Linked DNA regions of Hordeum vulgare: region 1 is linked to region 2. The links are chromatin contacts, called in public Hi-C maps. All regions are on one chromosome and are shown on one strand. The core of a region is the stretch at or near the end of the contact, and the rest is flanking DNA. Distances in the headings are between cores, read along the strand shown.

Region 1 (3,431 bases), core at 649-3,148, 130 kb before region 2:
TTGTGATGCATGTCCATTTTAATTATGCATGACATGATAAAGCACAACAAGTTATTACTACACATTAAATGAATGAATTAACTAGTTCACTTCCGGTTAGGTACACGACAATGTTACATGTTGTCAAAACAAGGAAAAAGGTGAAGCATAAATAAACTACACTATATGGCATTTTAAATCAGGTTGGAAACAACTTATAGTATTTCCGAAATGACCCGATATGTTAATTTTGAAATTGGCAAAGATCTGAACTAAACAAGTTTTATATTTGTTAAACAGAAAAATAAAGTGAACCATGTGATTTTACATGTCATTCTAGTCGATTTACATATAAAGATCATCGAAAACGAAGTTACGGTCTAAAAGATATGATCATCACAAGATAATATGCCATAAATGCAAAATGTATGCAAATGACAGCCACAAGTATGTTAAATCAACGATGGAACATTATATTATGAAAATACGTAAAATTCTAGGCAAGTTTAAATGAGGCCAAAACAATGAATAACAATTTCGAAAAGTCCCCATATGCAAATTAAGATTTCATTAATGTTCTACCTAGAACACAATATTAATGTTGTTAAACAACAAAATAAATGTCACCATGTTATCCTACACATTTTTCTAGTCAAGTTACATAAGTGGGTCATTTTAATCCGAGCGATGGTTATTTAGATATTTAATAAATCATTTTAACATGACATTTTTGCAAATTTAATAAAACAACAAGTCTAAACATTTTTATCATGGTTGAAAATGGCATATTATTAATATACACAAAATATAAGTAAATTTCCATATATGAAGATTTTTAATCTGACATACAGTTAAATAGTTATTATATGCATGAAGTCTAGGGCTTTTTTCTGAAATTTGTAAACTCTAGATAACTGACAAAATTCATTGGACAGAAAAATGCTAACGGGCCAAATCTGGACGAAGTCTAGGGCCTTTTTCTGAAATTTGTAAAATCTATATAATTGACAAAATTCATTAAACAGAAAAATGCTAACGGGCCAAATCTGGTTCGAAACTGGCCTATGGTTAAGGGCTCAATATAACAATTATTCACGCACGGTGCTGGATAGGGGGTCGGCGTTTGGCTAATCACATCGGGCCACCTCGAGGTGGGTCGGTTTGGTTGAGGGAGCTAGGCCGAGGAGGGGCGCTTGGACGGGCGAGGTCTGGGCTTGGCTGCGGCTTGGTTGGGTGAGATGGGTCGGCCTCCTAGCGGGGCTGGGGATGCTGCGCTTGGTGCGACTCCACGACGCAACTAGGCCGACATGGCTTGGCCTGGCAAGCAGCTGGCCTACGAGCGGGCCAAGCGAGCGACATGCTCGCTCCAGTCCTCGTTCCCGACTGAGGAGACAAACAACAGCAGGAACAGAGCTCCGGCGATGAGCATACTTGGGAATGAGCGGATCAAAATGGGGCAGGACGGATCCGCGAGGTATCGAGTAGATCCGGTGAGGAGGGACCGGATCCGGTGAACAACGGCGGCAGGCGACGGCTTAGGAGCTCCAACGTGCATCGGCCATTGCGGCTCCTGCACGGGTCACGGGGGAGAGAGCACGAGGTTAGGGGGAACGGGAGGAGACAAAGAGGAAGGGACGGAGCGCGGATCTGGCCTACTAGATGCCGACGACACGGGCTGGAGGAGCTTCGACCTGGCGACGGTGTCCGCGCGGTTCCAAGCAGCGGCTGGCTCCATCGGGGCGCAGAGGCGGGGTAGAAGAGAGGCATGGCTTGCGTGAGACCTGGCTCGGGCGCAGAGGCGGGCTAGAAGAGAGGCACGGCTTGCGTGAGACCTGGCTCGGGCGCAGGGGAGAGGCGGCGGGAATACCGGTGGCACACACGGTGCACCCCGCGCTTCGGTTGCCTTGATGCTTCCAAGGGGCTCAGAGGATTGGCTTGGGGTTATGGTTGCTTTTTGGCTGCGAGGGGATCTCGAGGGAGGCTCTGCTTGGGCAGGTCAGGGCTAATTTTTTTAAAATATTGCATTTTTTTATTCTTTTCGAAAAATAATGCGGAAATTTGAATTTTTTTTAAAATAAGGTTGCCTCGACTCAGACGTGGCCGACTAGGGCCTGTCGGCCCACGTGCGGCCGATAAGAGGCAGTCCGCTCAGGTGTAGCCGAAAGGGGCCTTGTCGGTCACGTGGCGGCCAATAAATGACCAGGCCACATCGACGTTGTCGAGTCGGCTACGACCAGGCCGACTGGACCACTCGGCTAGGGCTAGGCCGATTAGTGGTCGGCCACAGCCAGCGCTCAGCCTCCCCCCATGCCACCTTCTTCCTCCTTCTCCCATTCTTCCTTATCTCCTTTCTCTCTTTCTCCTCCTTCTTTCTCTCCCCACACAAAAAATCTCATATTCTTCTTACTACCCGTTTTCCCATATTTTGCATCGTAGTTTTATTGTGTAAGGTCAGGGCAGCCAAACCATCCGTCTCACTCGTGATGGGTAGTTCGTGGTTGTTTTTCTCAAGTTTTTTTGGGTGGTGGTGGTGGAGGTTGAGGTGGAGGTAGGAGTGGTGGTGGTGGAGGTGTGGATGAATGTGGTTGTTGCGTTGGAGTTGGAGGTGGTGCTGCCGGTTGCTCGTTCGTGATTATTGTCGGTGTTGGTCGAGCGTCGTTCGTCGTTCATCACGCTTCAAGGGTAGTTTTTGTTTGTTTAGTGAACTAAGTAGTTGAAAAATTTGTAGGTGATCATGTTAGATTATGACATATTCACTTAAGTGAATTTAGTAGGTTAAATATTTTTAGGTGGTTCGGTAGATTTGTATATATTTAGTTTAGTGAATTAAGTAGTTTAAATATTTTTAGGTGATCTGGTAGATTTGTATATATTTAGTTTAGTGAATTAAATAGTTTAAATTTTTTGGATATAGTTACGTAAGACCATTTAGTACTTTAAATAATTTTAGTTTCTCTGGTTACATTCGGATATATTTAGGCCTGTGAATTAAGTAGCTCACAATTTTCTTAGGTTCTTCCATACATTTGGGAAACACATTTAGGTTTGTCCTTCTTCTCAAAATTTTACTTGTTGAATAATTTATTAGGTCAGCAGAGATGTCTGATTTAGTAAAGTTATGTTTGCATTATGGTCCTGGTACTGTTCGAGAAAATGAGATGGGAACTGATGATCTTAGTGAATTTCAGTAAGTTGAGGTGCCACTGTCTTCCCCTAAAACGTGGTCTGTTAATTAGTTGACAGAATGGCTAGCCAAATGTTTAGGGTTCAATATTCAAACTCACACCGTCGGTGTTCATGCATTATGGACCCGGTCTAGTGCAAATATTTTCTGGTATTTGAAGCATATAGAGCGGGACGACCAGTGGGTGCACTGGTTAAAAGCTTGCGAGCATAGGGGATGTCATCCTGTGGCCTTACTGCTCCCCGTGCTAAAGCCGGTGACTGAACCT
Region 2 (3,053 bases), core at 459-2,958:
TATGGATAAGGGTGGGTGTGGGAGTGACAAGGCCAGTAAGAGATCAAACAAAAGAGAAGGACACGTGTAGTCAACAAAACAAAAATAATGGAATGTGCGTTCAAGCTCTCCCTAACCGTAAGCAAGTAAAGTAACTTGCAGCTGAAGCTAATATAATAATCCTTTTCGAGCTCCAGAGGCACCAAAATTCAGTGTACTATCAAGCAGCCTCTTTGAGTTCACGAAGTGCTGTTCAGCTCGAGGAATGTATCACAGTCCAAGAATAATGTGACCCAAGTGAACAAATTGATAGCACTTGCGCATCTCTACAAAATTATTTATATGATCCAGTGCAATCCCAAAAATCCCATTCCACCCACGATGGATAGAATCATTCTTGCCCAACGATTGATAGCATTCTACAAGCCAAGCAGCCTTCATCTCCACTACGACACTCTTACAATGCTATCTAACTGTCCAGAGTTCTAAGCACAACCAAATCAGACAGCTTATTGACTTGCTCGATGAATAATCAATTATTCTTATAACCATTCTGTATTATCCCATTTGGTGGCTTAATATGTCATAGACTCAATAGTTTTATCCGTAAGGGAATCAAGATACGACTTCTGAGTCCTGAGAACTGTACTGCGTCTCCAACTCAACAATCTAGTTATGTCTCAAAGGCAACCATTGGCATTTAATATTCTCTGTGCTTCCATTCATTTACAAAAACACAAAATTGGCTTGTTAGAGCAATTCATGCTCCAAATTGATACAGTTGTGCTACATATATACCGGAATTAAGAAGAACAGTACTTTCCTGAGTTTAGTAAGTAGTTAAGCATATAGCAATCTGATCGATACTGAAAGACCCTTCTTTTATCAGAATTCACTAGTACTAACGCACAAGCGGAACTAATCATTCCACAATGCATATCCTATTGAACCAAAAGTTAAGAGTCACGAGCTTCTCGCTCACCATCTGTATCGCATGAAGTGACCATCAACAGCAGCGGTCTCAGGCACATCGTCAGTGGAGATGGCGCCATTGGGCAGACGCAGCAGCACATAAGGGGTGATCTCACACCCCACAATTGGGATCTCCGACGGCAGGTGCACCCGTACCACACTCAGCATCCTCCACCCCTGCTCCTCCTCTGCTGCGCTCTTCTCCACAGCCCCAGCACTAGCACCAGCAGCAGCACCAGCTCCAGCTCCTCACAGGGGCGGGCTTAACACGGGGCATGGGGGTTCAGTTGAACCCCCAAAAAATTTCTGAAAATAAACTGCTGTTAGTAGTGTAATTCGGGATCTCAAAATTTGTAGTCGTAGTTCCGCGAAATGGAGACCAAAATACATGGGTGGGCGGATGCGCCAGCCGCGACTTCATAGTCCACCCTACCGATGGGATGGAACGGGGTTAACTGAGACCAATCTCGAATAAAGGGATCTGGCTGGATTCGATTGCTCGCGGCCAAGAGGAGACCGGAGAAGAAAAAAACGAAGAACAATCCGAGCAAAGCTAGGGCTTCCTTACCAACAAAATGAATCGCTTTCGAGCCACGCCACACCAGCAGCTGCAGAAGGGATCGGAGGAGGAAGATCAGGAGAGACCGCGCGAGCTCCTCCGCTTCGAGATGACAGGCGCGCTTCGGTAGGAGAGAAGGGGGGGGAGGGGTTTCGGCGGCGAGGGACTCCGGGATGGTGCGGTGGATTTGGGAGCAGAAGCATAAACATTTTTTTAGGACATGCTTCATCACTACCTCCTCTCCTTGGGCCGAGCCCATTTTCCATTCTCGCTTTCCACTTTTTTTCGTGCGGCCACATGCTCTGCCCTCATGGCCCATCGTCGCTGGCTTGTTTTTCTTTTGGGAAGCTCTTGTTTGGGCTCGTCTTCGGGAGAGCAACTAGTTGGGAAGCGTTTTTCTGAGAGCCATTTAACGATAATTCTCACGTGCCGTTACTTGGCGCGTTCTCGGTCGTCACAACATGTTGTGTTTTGAGCGTTTTTTATATTATTTTTTTCAAGTGTTTTCGTCTTTTAAGGTGGATTTTTTCCTTTTTGGATGTTTTCTTTTTCACCTGTATTTCTTAATTTTTAATGAAAAAATTATGAAAAACGTGTTTTGTGTTTTTTGCGAGAGGTATGGTCGTGCCTCTCGGAAACAAAAAACATGTTTTCTGTTTATTTTTCTATCATAAGAGGCACGGCTTTGCTTCCGTGAGAGGCACGGTTTTGTTCGTGCCTCTCTGAGACGGAAAAATAAACGCGTTTTTTCATGATAGGCATGGTTTTGCTTCCACGAGAGCATGATTTTGTATTCGCGAGGGGCACGATCGGAATTGAAAAACAAACGTGTTCTTTGTTTTCTTTTCTATCGCGAAACACATGATTTTTTGCTTGGTTTTTTTGTGACTCTTCAAACTCTATCAACATGAGATATAGTTTTGAAGATCTCAACGTAAGGAATCCAACGATGAAAACGATTCAAGATTTGAATGCACGGTTTAAGAGATAAAACATTTGAAAAATACGAATCTATCAAAAAGGAAAAAATTTCAGGTTGCGACAAGTGGCACACATGAAATGCGTCACTTGTCACAACCTAGATGGTAGAACTCATCTTTGAAAGAAGTACTCTTCAATTGGTAATGTCGCATGTTTGGGCGCACCTTAAGCGTCTAAACAGGTGGCTGTCGCCCACCTCATGGACTGGCCCACGATGCCTATCCTAGCAAAATTGCCTCACGGAAAAAATATGCAAAACCGTGTGTCCACGAGGACTTGAAGTCGCGCCATGTGCTAACAACTACACCTCTTAAACGCTTGTGATTGATAGGAACGCAAAAGGTTTAAGAACAATTGTATCCGTGTTATTTATTAGATATTTGTATTATTTGAAAACTGTTTCAAAAAAGATGATTTATTTTATGAAAATACTTCATCAAATTTCAAACAAGTTTCATGAAATTTAAAAAATAGTTCATTGATTTTTTTAAAGCTCATCGAATTTGAAAAAAGTCCATCAAATTTGAAAAAAATCCATCGATTTGAAAACAATTCATTAAAT

What was found. Hi-C and Micro-C count contacts between places; a contact is called where the count stands out from the background.
Region 1: a contact with region 2 is called in a Hi-C map of leaf, with 3 times the contacts expected there. The contact joins the enhancer-like site here to the promoter of LOC123429162 in region 2. A contact is called at or near these places in 2 of 6 Hi-C or Micro-C datasets (leaf and seedling) and 1 of 1 datasets of contacts at active chromatin or transcription factors (embryo).

Annotation. Positions count from the first base shown.
Region 1 is chr1H:223,384,683-223,388,113 of MorexV3_pseudomolecules_assembly, reverse strand. No RefSeq gene overlaps it. Among protein-coding and RNA genes, the nearest start is that of LOC123429162, 130 kb to the right of the region's middle. Within about 2 kb of position 1,898, at least 3 of the 3 cell types and tissues checked have open chromatin away from gene starts, as enhancers often do. A contact at or near this core is called in leaf and seedling, where this site is marked.
Region 2 is chr1H:223,251,992-223,255,044 of MorexV3_pseudomolecules_assembly, reverse strand. It overlaps LOC123429162 (carbon catabolite repressor protein 4 homolog 1-like), which reads right to left and starts at 1,708. Exons shown (of 13, transcript XM_045113226.1): 1 at 1,520-1,708; 2 at 962-1,257. The coding sequence starts at 1,119.